Linked DNA regions of Mus musculus: all the other regions are linked to region 4. The links are chromatin contacts, called in public Hi-C and promoter capture Hi-C maps. All regions are on one chromosome and are shown on one strand. Each heading gives the region's core, a stretch centred on a gene start, on an enhancer-like site or on the middle of the called end of the contact. The rest is flanking DNA. Distances are from core to core; before and after follow the strand shown. Region 1 holds the start of Tssk6 (testis-specific serine kinase 6). Region 2 holds the start of Mau2 (MAU2 sister chromatid cohesion factor). Region 3 holds the start of Slc25a42 (solute carrier family 25, member 42). Region 4 holds the start of Haus8 (4HAUS augmin-like complex, subunit 8).

The links. Promoter capture Hi-C pulls out the DNA fragments that hold promoters and counts their contacts. Hi-C and Micro-C count contacts between places; a contact is called where the count stands out from the background. Capture Hi-C pulls out chosen DNA fragments and counts their contacts.
Region 1: a Hi-C map of uterus shows a contact between it and region 4, with 4 times the contacts expected there. The contact joins the promoter of Tssk6 here to the promoter of Haus8 in region 4. A contact is called at or near these places in 3 of 39 promoter capture datasets (hippocampal neurons, liver and pre-B cells) and 1 of 484 Hi-C or Micro-C datasets (uterus).
Region 2: a contact with region 4 is called in a promoter capture Hi-C map of liver, with 2.2 times the contacts expected there. The contact joins the promoter of Mau2 here to the promoter of Haus8 in region 4. A contact is called at or near these places in 1 of 484 Hi-C or Micro-C datasets (B cells) and 1 of 9 other capture datasets (liver).
Region 3: a contact with region 4 is called in a promoter capture Hi-C map of pre-B cells, with 3 times the contacts expected there. The contact joins the promoter of Slc25a42 here to the promoter of Haus8 in region 4. A contact is called at or near these places in 1 of 39 promoter capture datasets (pre-B cells) and 1 of 484 Hi-C or Micro-C datasets (CD4 T cells).

Annotation. Positions count from the first base shown.
Region 1 is chr8:69,900,903-69,903,602 of GRCm38.p6, forward strand. Tssk6 (testis-specific serine kinase 6) reads left to right here and starts at 1,282. Exons shown (of 1, transcript NM_032004.2): 1 at 1,282-2,616. The coding sequence starts at 1,406. The coding sequence ends at 2,227. It overlaps Ndufa13 (NADH:ubiquinone oxidoreductase subunit A13), which reads right to left and starts at 1,118. Exons shown (of 5, transcript NM_001382215.1): 1 at 1,035-1,118; 2 at 640-830. The coding sequence starts at 733.
Region 2 is chr8:70,041,433-70,044,132 of GRCm38.p6, forward strand. Mau2 (MAU2 sister chromatid cohesion factor) reads right to left here and starts at 1,302. Exons shown (of 19, transcript NM_001376946.1): 1 at 960-1,302. The coding sequence starts at 1,253. It overlaps Sugp1 (SURP and G patch domain containing 1), which reads left to right and starts at 1,355. Exons shown (of 14, transcript NM_027481.3): 1 at 1,355-1,648. The coding sequence starts at 1,615.
Region 3 is chr8:70,210,870-70,213,569 of GRCm38.p6, forward strand. Slc25a42 (solute carrier family 25, member 42) reads right to left here and starts at 1,412. Exons shown (of 8, transcript NM_001007570.2): 1 at 1,359-1,412.
Region 4 is chr8:71,271,210-71,273,909 of GRCm38.p6, forward strand. It overlaps Haus8 (4HAUS augmin-like complex, subunit 8), which reads right to left and starts at 1,381. Exons shown (of 11, transcript NM_001163042.1): 1 at 1,075-1,381. The coding sequence starts at 1,103. Myo9b (myosin IXb) reads left to right here and starts at 1,505. Exons shown (of 40, transcript NM_001142322.1): 1 at 1,505-1,620.

The sequences.
Region 1 (2,700 bases), core at 32-2,531, 1.4 Mb before region 4:
GGCCTGGGCTCCACGAAAGCCGGTGGGGGTGGGGGCTGGGGGTGGGCAGAGAATGCCAGAAGAGGAACCAGCACTAGGGAGGCTAGAGTTTAAGACTAGCCTTCTATGCTATGTTACAATCAACACACATCTTGCCTTGGGTGGACCTGTCTGTCATCCCAGCAATCCATTGGCAAAGGCAGGGTCGCCACGAGTTTGAGGCCAGCCTGGGCTATATAGTAAGTCCCTATCTGCAAAAAAAAAAAAAAAAAAAAAAAAAAAAAAAAATTTAAAAACATTAAAAAAAAAATACGTATAACGGTGCATACCTATGAGCATAGCCTTCGGAAGTGAAGGCAAGAGATCAGGAGTTCTAGATCAGTCTCTGCTACGGAGTTTGAGGCCAGCCTAAAACAAAACAAAAGCCTCCAAACTCCAGGTTAGTGCTTCTCGCAGGCTTAGTTTCCAGGCCCGTGGAAGCCAGCTGGAAACTAGGGGACATGAACATTCTGGCTTCCGGGATGCTGCACTAGAAAACCAAGATTCCAACTCAGCCTCCGCTCACACTGTGCACTCTGAAGCCCGCAGGCTGCCCTCTCTCGTCTAACCGCATAACAAAAGCCTGGTCTGCGACGAACAGGACGACACTGAGACACTGACCCGACAGTCCCCGGCGGGGCAGGTTCCGCTTGTAGTCGATGGGGCCGTAGCCCCCTGGCGGGGGCATGTCCTGCTTCACCTTCGACGCCGCCATACTTGCAGGACCCGCAACTTCCGGCCACCAGCGGAAGTGAGGCAACGCGCGACCACCATTTTGAGTGTGGCGGAAGTTCCGTCACCCAGGAGGTTCCCTATAATTTGGAAGCGTTACGCTAGCCTTGCTGCGATCCGGAAGTCAGTCCCTCCTCCCTCTGGCCCTAGGCAGGGAGTAACTGTGGTCTGCATCTAGAGCTCTCTCGGGCGTGTTTCTTGCACTAAAAACCTTGGGAGTTCACCTACTTTCTTTCGTGAGCCATGGTAGCCAGGCTCGAGGCAACAGGCTGGTTCCCACCCACCTGAGCACCATCACTTCAGGGAGGGACTTGTCCTGTTCCACATCAGTGGGCAGTCTCCTCGCCAGTGACTTCTCACGAGGAACTGACCATTAAGGGCGATTGAGTCACAAAGCCTAAGAAGGGTTTAGGGAGCCCGCGGGGCGGGGGAGGGAGGGTCCCCGCCCCAAGGCCGAGTGACGCCCGCAGTCACTTCACAAGGCAGAAATTGTTACCCGGGCAATAAAAGTCATCGCGGCTGTAGGGCCTTGGGAGTGGGCACATGGGGGCACGGGGGTGCAGGTGCCAAGCACCATGGGTTAGGCCCGAGATTGGAGTCCGGCCGCCCCCCGACAGCAGCCGCCTCCTGCTCCCCGCGCGCCCCGGGCGCCACCATGTCGGGCGACAAACTCCTGAGCGAACTTGGCTATAAGCTGGGCCGCACGATAGGTGAGGGCAGCTACTCCAAGGTGAAAGTGGCCACCTCCAAGAAGTATAAAGGGACGGTGGCCATCAAGGTGGTGGACCGCCGGCGAGCGCCTCCGGACTTCGTCAACAAGTTCCTGCCTCGAGAGCTGTCCATCCTGCGGGGAGTACGGCACCCGCACATCGTACACGTTTTCGAGTTCATCGAAGTGTGCAATGGGAAGCTGTACATCGTGATGGAGGCAGCAGCCACCGACCTGCTGCAGGCAGTGCAGCGCAACGGGCGCATCCCGGGGTCGCAGGCGCGCGAACTCTTCTCGCAGATCGCGGGCGCCGTGCGCTACCTGCACGACCACCACCTGGTGCACCGCGACCTCAAGTGCGAAAACGTGCTGCTAAGCCCTGACGAGCGCCGCGTCAAGATCACGGATTTCGGTTTCGGCCGCCAGGCGCACGGCTACCCAGACCTGAGCACCACCTACTGCGGCTCGGCCGCGTATGCGTCACCTGAGGTGCTCCTGGGCATCCCCTACGACCCTAAGAAATACGACGTGTGGAGCCTGGGCGTTGTGCTCTACGTCATGGTCACCGGGTGCATGCCCTTCGACGACTCGGACATTGCTGGCCTACCCCGGCGCCAGAAGCGCGGCGTGCTCTACCCTGACGGCCTCGAACTGTCGGAACGATGCAAATCCTTGATCGCCGAGCTGCTACAGTTCAGCCCGTCTGCCCGGCCCTCGGCGGGCCAGGTGGCGCGCAATGGCTGGCTGCGGGCCGGGGACTCCGGCTAGGAGCCGGGGTTCTCGCTGTTCCCGCCGCACCAGGCACAGAGCCAGGGCGGCGCACGCGCGAAGGGCGAGCTTCGGGAAACCCGCGAAGTCGCCGCGCGCCACTGCGCACGCGTCCTGTCCCTTCCCCTTCCCCCACGGCGGCGGCCCTCTGAGGCCTGCTGTTGGGTTCTGATTCCTCCTGCACAAACTGATTGCTGGAGAGCGCATGCGCATCCTCGATTTCTGGCGAGAAGGCCCCGGGAGGGGCGCAAAGAGAAGAGAGAGAAGCATTGCGCCTGCGCAGAATGAGCTGTTGCACGGTGGGTTGCCATGCTACAGAGAAACCGTGGGCCAGCCGTGCACGCTAAGTTCCAGGTTGGAACCTGCAATAAATTCGCTCTTCCTTGCAACTGGGGTTAGCGGTGGAACCTTGTCACTGAGCAGGGGGTGGGAAGTTTTCGGCAACTTAGAGAAAGGCGAGTATGTGGAAATTC
Region 2 (2,700 bases), core at 52-2,551, 1.2 Mb before region 4:
TCTTTGCTACATCGTGTAAGACCACGACAACCCCCCCCAACACAAAAACAAACAAAAAACCCAAACTTCACACAGTGTGGTCTTTGCTAAATCACTTTACTTAGCTAAGCCTATACGGTTTCACTCTTGAAATAAGGAAGTTTATTGGTTCAGTGAGGATTAGAAGCTCTAACTATGCACAGTGTGGGAAACAAGAATTTTGATCCCCTCCTGAAGGCAATTTACTAGACTGTCTGCAGGTCAGAACATTAAACATCTGAATAGTCAAGGAAACAAAGATAGGAAAATGGCAAAAAAGAGGCGGAGGTGTGGAAGAGACACAGTTGCCATGAGAAGAAACAAGTCTTACTGAGAAGCTGAATGACAGCTACCTCTTGAAATTCTGTGAAGCACCAAGACGTCACAAATCAAGTTGGAGGCGGAGTGGGGACTCTTTCAAAGATGGACCATTTCGTGGTGGGAGAAGAAGCCACCAACAGTGAGACTGACCTCCAGACCCCCGAGGTGCAAGTGACTCTAGAAGCTACTTTCTGCACTTCAGGTCCTCACAAGGCAACAACGTTCAACAAGAGGCTGAAGGCCTCACCTTCCCCAATATCCATGCCACAAGGATCTGGGACTCCAGACCTAGACACCTGACTGTCAGAAGTCCTGGACTTTCAGATTTCCTGCGACCTCGCTTTCACACGTCAGGGAGCTCGCATCTCTTCCTTAGGTAGGTGCTTCTAGGCTGACGCTCTGGGTCCTGTTCCCGCGGCCACCCGACTAGGAGGGTCCCCGATGCAAGCACCAAGTAGCTGAAGAGGGACAACTTTCCCGGTTCCCGGGTGAGAGGGCGTGGCGGAGCCGCGTCTGTCACCGCAGGTGAGGGCGAGGCCTTCGGAAGTCCCAAGCCCGACGAGGCGGAGAGGATCGAGTCCCCGGTACCCGCGGCCCGCCCGCCTGGCCCGCACACTCACCGCCTTCTCCAGGTGGCTGCGCGCCTGCTCGCTGTTCTTCGTGTGGTGGTAAAGCACCGAGCCGAGCTGCAGGTGCGTCCGGGCCTCGATCCGCTGAGGCGGCTTGAAGGGGAACACGGCCTGCAGGCAATGAACGCACAAGCGGATCTTGGGCGGGCTAGATGTTCGGAAGTGCTCGGCGAAACCCAGGAGAGCCAGATACCACGACTCGGCTGCCTCGGCCTGTGCGGCCTGTGCGGCGGCAGCCTGAGCTGCAGCCGCCGCCTGCGCCGCAGCCGCCGCCTGTGCCGCCATCTTGGCCCGCACAACAACAAGCCGCCTCCACAGAGAGGCGGAAGCACCTTGAGGGGCGGGGCCTGGCGACCCGCAATTCTCGCGAGAACTGCTACGCAAGGACTTCTGGGTCTTATGGTGTGTGTTCGAAGTGGCTCCGACTGAGGAAGACTCTGAGGAGAGGATGATACCTCTGCATCATCGTAACTGAGAGTAATACACGTTCGTGAACTGACGCCGGCGTTTCTGTGGAGAAGACGCCCGGTGTCCTAGAAGGGGGTTGGACGAGATTGTCGGAGAAGGACTACATTTACCATCAGACCAAGCGCACTATAACAGAGCCTCCCTCTTCTCAGGTGGCGCCGGAGCATTGTGGGATTGGATGAGTCTCAAGATGGACAACCGGGATGTTGCAGGTAACATCCCCCGACTTCCCTTCGCCGCCCGCCTGGGTTCTCGCGACTGCACGTCTCCTGTTCACCCTACTTTCTGTCACGGACCTGACACGCGGACTTCTCGCCTCAGCCCCAGGGAAACTTACAGTAACGTTGCGTGTGCCCTTCTCTGGTCTGCCGAGACCCCAGACTCGGGTTCGCCCCCCAACCCCCGCCCGTGGCTGAGGAGCGCTCCTGGTCTCCCTCAAAGGCCTGGGCGCCGGGTGGGAACCGCATGGGCTTTCCCAATAAACTGCTCTCGGGCCGGTGGCATCCACAGCGGACAGCCTGGGACATCCCTCCTGCCCCTCCGGTCCCCTTTGGCTTGGGTCCTGCCTTGTGGGAAATGTGCGTTTCCGAACTGCACTGGGTCAGCCAGGGCGGTTTCCCACGGTTACGGGTTTAGCTCTCCCTGTGCCCCTAGGATGAAATGCATTTGCCCATTCACCATATGCTTCCACACTTGCTGGGTGCCAAACGCTGTGCTAAGCTTGCGTGTCAGTGCACCTGGAAGCAAATTTTGCAAAGAACTAGTTCTCGTGACGTGAGGTTGGATGCTGCTAATATATTGAAGGTCAGGGAAGGCTTAACAGTTTTTAAAAATCCATTTGTCTTTATGTCTTTGTGTGTGAGTACCTGGAGCTGGAGTTATAGTAGGCCACCTGGATGTTTGCTTGGATTCTCTGGAAGAGTGACAAGCACTCTTAACCTCTGAGCCATCTCTCTGGCTCCATGAAAAGTCTTTCTTGAGTACAAGATGTTCCATATGAGTAGATGCTGTCTATAGGAAGGCAGAGGTTTCACCACAGAGGCTGGATAGGCCTCAGAGTGGACTAGGATTGTCTCCTTGGAGATTGTTATGAATGAAATGGAAATAATTAGGGGTGTCAACTCTGGTAGTGTCTAGGGAGTCAGTTTTGCTTTCAACATTTAGAATTTAAGGGCTGACGAGATGGTGGTAGTTAAAATGCTTGTTGCCCAAGAGTGAGGACCTGGCTCCCCATCTTCAGTACTCATGTAAAAAAGCCAGATGT
Region 3 (2,700 bases), core at 162-2,661, 1.1 Mb before region 4:
TGAGGGCTTCAGACTTCTGGTTGGTGAACTGGGATGCTCTGAGCATCAGGCTGAGGAGATTATTCTAAGTCCAGAAATGACTCAAAAGCTGTCCAGCCCTGAGATTTTTGTTTGTTATTGGTCTTTGAGACAGGGCCTCTGAGTAGCCCAGGCTGGACATGAACTCCAGATCCCCCTGCTGAGATGATAAGTGTGTACCCCCACACCTGGTTTCTCTGGTGCTAGGAATGGAACCCCCAACTTCAAACAAGCACTCTACCAACTCCACTCCCGTCTATGCACTGTTTGCTCATTAGTTTTCTTTCCTTTCTTTTTGTGAAACAAGGTCTTAAACAGACCAGGCTACTCAAATTCACTGTGTGTAGCCAAGGTAACCTTGAACTTCTGATCCTACCTCTACCTGTTCAGTGCACAGATGACTCATAACATCATGCTGTGTCAAGAAGTGATTTTATATGCATATACATATACATATTGTGGTGTGTGTGTGTGTGTGTGTGTGTGTGTGTGTATTTACGTGTGTGCCACAGAGCCCATGTAGAGATCAGAGGACAACTTTTGGCAGTTCCCAAAAACTCAGTTTGCTGAGCCATCTCACCTGACCTCAAGCACTCTTTATAAAAGTTCAAGGACAACCTGGGTTACAGTGCAAGACTTTGACTCCAAAACTAATCAATAAATAAATACAATAAAATGAAATGCTAGAAATAAATTTAAAAGCCCTGTTAAAGCAATAACAGACCAGGTGGTACCCCACACTTTTAATCCTGGCACTTGGGAGGCAGGGGCAGGGAGATCTCTGTGAGTTCCAGACCAGCTGGCTCTACACAGTGAAACACGGTTTCCAAAACCAAGCCACCACTCGCACTACACGGGGGACGAAAATAAAAAATTTAAAACCACAAGTTAGGTGGACTTTGCTTTGGGAGTGAAGCGATGGTTGCGCGACAGGGACGGGGAGAGGCACGCAGGTGCACGTGTGTAGCAGCCGCGTCCGGGTGGCACCCGAAGCTTGCACCCGAAGCGTCCACCCGGGTTCCAAAGGAAGGACACGCAGCGGGCTGAGGAAGATCAGGTCTGCGAGGCACGCATGTTGGGTGCGTAAGCGGCCACCTTGGCCTCACAGGGGTTGTCACTCTCAGGGCAGCTCGGTGTGAAATTAGGGTTCGGCCTGGCCGTGGGGACCCCGAGGACGCGCGAAACACAGGGTGTGTGAGGGGATCTGTCACCTCTCCACGCTCGCGACACTGCTGTCACAACGAAACGGCCCCATGCCGCGCTTCCTCCCAGCCCGGGCCGCGAGAACCCCGCCACCCCGCGTCGCCCCTTGGCGCCTGCACTCCTTGGGTCGCGCTCACCTGCCCGGACGCGTCGCCGCTGCTGCCGCTACTGCCTCAGCCGCCTCAGCCGCTGCAGCCCCGCCTCGCGCGGGCCCTAAGCTCGAGGCCGGGAGGGGCCCAGGCCCTGCCGCCATTGGTCACGCCCTGTCCAATCAGCGCTGGAGACGGCAAGAATTGGTAAGCATGGCACAGACGGGCATCCTTTTTAACCAATCGCTAAAGGAAGGGGCGAGGCTACATGGAGGGGCGGCCCTGGTTCTTCTGAGCGTTCTACACCGGGTACAAGGCGGAGAGGCCTGGTGGGGGGCGTTCAAGAATTGGAACCCGCAGAAAATGGGCAGAGCTTCCGGCCAATTGCCAAGGGGTATAGGCGGAGCTAAGAGGAAAGGCGGCTCTTGGTTTCTGAGAATTCGGGGCACAAGGAGACAGAAGCGAGGATTGGATTCTGCAGAAAACAAGCAACGCTTTGGGCCAATAACTGAAGGGAGGGGGCGGGGCCTGGAAACAGCCCTCTTAGCCAATCGCTGAAGAGCAAGGTCAGCGCTCTGAGTAAGCTGGCGCGCTGGGCAAGGGCGAAGCTCGAGGATCGGAGGGTGTAGCCCGGAGGGCAACGATGATTGACTGCGACACTAAAGATGTACAGGTCCTGGGACCAATCGCAGAAGCTGTAGGCGGTGCATCTTCCAGGGGTGGGCGCGCTAGGTACAGACCATAACTATCTTGTCTGCCCTGGATGATCTAGTATGTTCCGCGCAGACTCCTCAGGTTCCCATGGCGCTCAGAAGCTTTACTCTTTCCTGAATTTAGACTTTGACAGTTGAAACACTCTTGGTTAATTCTCAGCCCGTCCCTCCTTTACTGTTCCCCTGCCGATGATACAAAGGGCAGAAACTCAGATCACTCAGCCTTCCTCTGCTACTTGAGTTCATGTGCAAAACATGGGAAGCAAAAGTGCAATCCTGCTGACGTGATCTGACTTTCAGAAAGTGACGTCTCTGGGTCCAAGCTTTATCCTTTACGAGATCTTATGACATCCCTGTGTTTGTGGTAACTGGTGAATTAACCAAACAATAAATACAACCACATGTCAAAGGGAACACAGAGAGGTCAAGCTCTTTGACCAAGGTTACAGAGCACTTTAGCTGTTCAATTTGTATATTGAAGCTCTGAACCCCCTCAGAAAGGGTAGTAAGACAGTGGGGAACGGAGTGACCTGAGTTACTCAGTCTGCTCAAGCCTTGGACAGAGCAATCCTTAGGTTCAATCTTGCCTCCCTGACCCCTTTGTGGAAACAGAAGGAGCCAGCAAGATGGCTCAATGGGTAAATGTTAATCCTACAGATTCAAGGAGAAAGACCACC
Region 4 (2,700 bases), core at 131-2,630:
AGCAAGTTGGGGAGGAAAGGGTTTATTCAGCTTACTCTTCCACATTGCTGTTCATCACCAAAGGAAGTCAGGACTGGAACTCAAGCAGGTCAGGAAGCAGGAACTGATGCAGAGGCCACGGAGGGATGTTCCTTACTGGCTTGCTTCCCCTGGCTTGCTCAGCCTGCTCTCTTATAGAACCCAAGACTACCATCCCAGAGATGGCACCACCCACAAGGGGACCTCCTCCCTTGACCCTAATTGAGAAAATGCCTTACAGCTGGATCTCATGGAGGCATTTCCCTAACTGAAGCTCCTTTCTCTGTGATAACTCCAGCCTGTGTCAAGTTGACACAAAACTGGCCAGTACATCAGTTATCTACTTTCACCATATGAAACCCATGGATCAAAATAAGATCATGAGGCTTGGTGGCAAGAGCCTTTGTTTCACCCACTTGACCTTCACAGAGTGTCCTTTGCTGTATACAGTCACAATAGCCCGTGACCCTCATCCTTCAGACTCTTAAGCAAACACCCATGGGTGTAGTGAGTCAGGGCTAAAGGGGAGTGCGACAAGCAACCCTAGAGCTCCTGAGGCCTAGGAAAAGGTCTGTGCTGGGACTAAAGTCGTGCTACCATGTAGGGTCACGTTTTTCCTTTAAAAAAAGGAAGGCTAGGTGGTGGTGGCACATGCCTTTGAACCCAGCACTTGGCAGGCAGATTTCTGTGAATTCAAGGCCAGACTGGTCTACAGAGCTCCGGATCAGCTACACACATACACACACACACACACACACACACACACACACACACACACACAAAACAAAAAACAAAAAACACCACTGTCTCCAAGGGGAAAAAGAGAGAATGTCCACCAAAGTCCACGCACAACCCCAATTCTGAACTGCATCTGGGACCCCAGCTCCCCAGCACGCACCGAAGCGGCTCAGAGCCTGGGCTTCTGGTCTGGGAGAGATTCGGGCATTGGCTCATAAGATCCCAGTTCTCCAGCTCCGCTGCCTGTGAGCCCAGGATCTGGTCTTTGGCCAACCCACAGGAGCCCCTAAATTCCGCCCTTCTGAGATCCCAACTCACCCTGCGTCCCGTTCTGAGGAATCCGCCATTCTCCCGCCTTCCACTCAAAGGCAAGCGTCTCAGGGTCCCGCCCGCTAGGAGGCAGGGAGTAGTGCTGGAAGCCGGAGGGTGCTCTCTTCACGCGAGCCGCGGGGCGGGCTCCAAGCTTGCTACAGTTCGTTCAGCCTGGCCAAGAGCGCCGAAAAAGGGCGTGGCTCCAAGGTGTCCCTCAGACGTGTGGGCTTCCGGCACCAACCTGAGCGGGCTAAAATACTGCTGGGGAGGGGCGTGACTATCATAGCGCCCGCCCCTCTCAGCTGTGGAACACTTAGCATCTGGAATGCACCAACCGCAGAGGGCGTTCGCTGCGCGCCTTTAGATGGGGCGGGACCTCGAGTCGCCCCGCCTCTCCGACGAGTTGGCGCCCGCCCACTCAGCGCCTCCGGAACCCGGAAGTGAAATCGCACGGTGCAGCGGCGGGCGAGGCTGGTCGCTTCGGGGCGGGGCGGCCGGGAGCAGCGGGCAGGCTGGCCGGGGACCGGTGGCGCGCAGCGGCCCGAGGTCCAGGTAAGTTCTCGCGGCGGCCGTGAGTGGAGACCCGAGCCGGGGTTGTGCACCGGGTTGCTCCTGAAGTCGTGGGACGTGAGGGCAGGATGCGGCCTGGGGGACGCGTGGACGCTGAGGGGGTTGAGACTGGCGGGCTTACCGCGTCTTTCAGCGGCGGCTGAGGAGAGGACGTGGCTAAGGTGGCATCTGGGGGGATCTCAGGAAACGGGGGAGGCCAGGAAGGCGGAGCCGAGGGGCCGTGCTAGGGAAAGGGACTTCTGCACTCGCGGTCTGAGCCCTAGGGTGTCAGAGAGGCGCCGGGCTCTCAGAGAATGGGAAACGGTCTGTGGCAACCCACTGTTGGGGCTGGAACGTCTAAAAGAGTGGGCCTGGAAAGACACGCAAAAACAGTTCCTCAGAGGGCCGGAGGAGTGGAGAGGAGGAGGAAAGGGAGATGACGGGGTGCAGCCTCTGGAGACTCGCCCCCGCCTTCCCCTCTTGATTCATCTTCTTCCTGACTTCACTCCCGGACAGCTGGGTGATCCGCCAGGGCGAGTCCCAGCGCCCTCTGGGTTCTCTCTCTGCTTTGATAGGCACATCACTTTCTGCTCAAGAAAAGAGTAGCTGGACTCTAGAGGAGGTTGCGGGGTGGGGGTGGGGTTCTGACACCCGAACTGCGTTTCAGAAGAAAGGGAGCCGGTAGGGTGGAAGCCACTCTCTCAAGAGAGTCACATCCTTGGACTTAAACGTTTTTTTGTTTTTTGTTTTTTGTTTTTAAATGACTTACAGGAAATGTATACCTCAGCGGTGGCAGAGATCTCAGCCCCGTGGAGTCACAGCTGCCAACAAACCCTCCCTTCTTTTTCTAGGGACCCTAACTCCCAAGGCTTTATAGGGGAGTCCTTTTGTGCCTCTTTGGCTCATTTTCCAGCACTTTAAGACATCCACCTAGCAGCCCCTCAGGTTGTATCTCCTTACCTTGTTGGGTATTGTCTAGTCTTTGAGACTTCAGTATCTTAAGGTGTCAAGGAATGGCTGGAGGTGGCATGAGCAACTATAAAGTTATTGTCACCGGCCTCTCTGCTCCTACAAGGCCTTGGA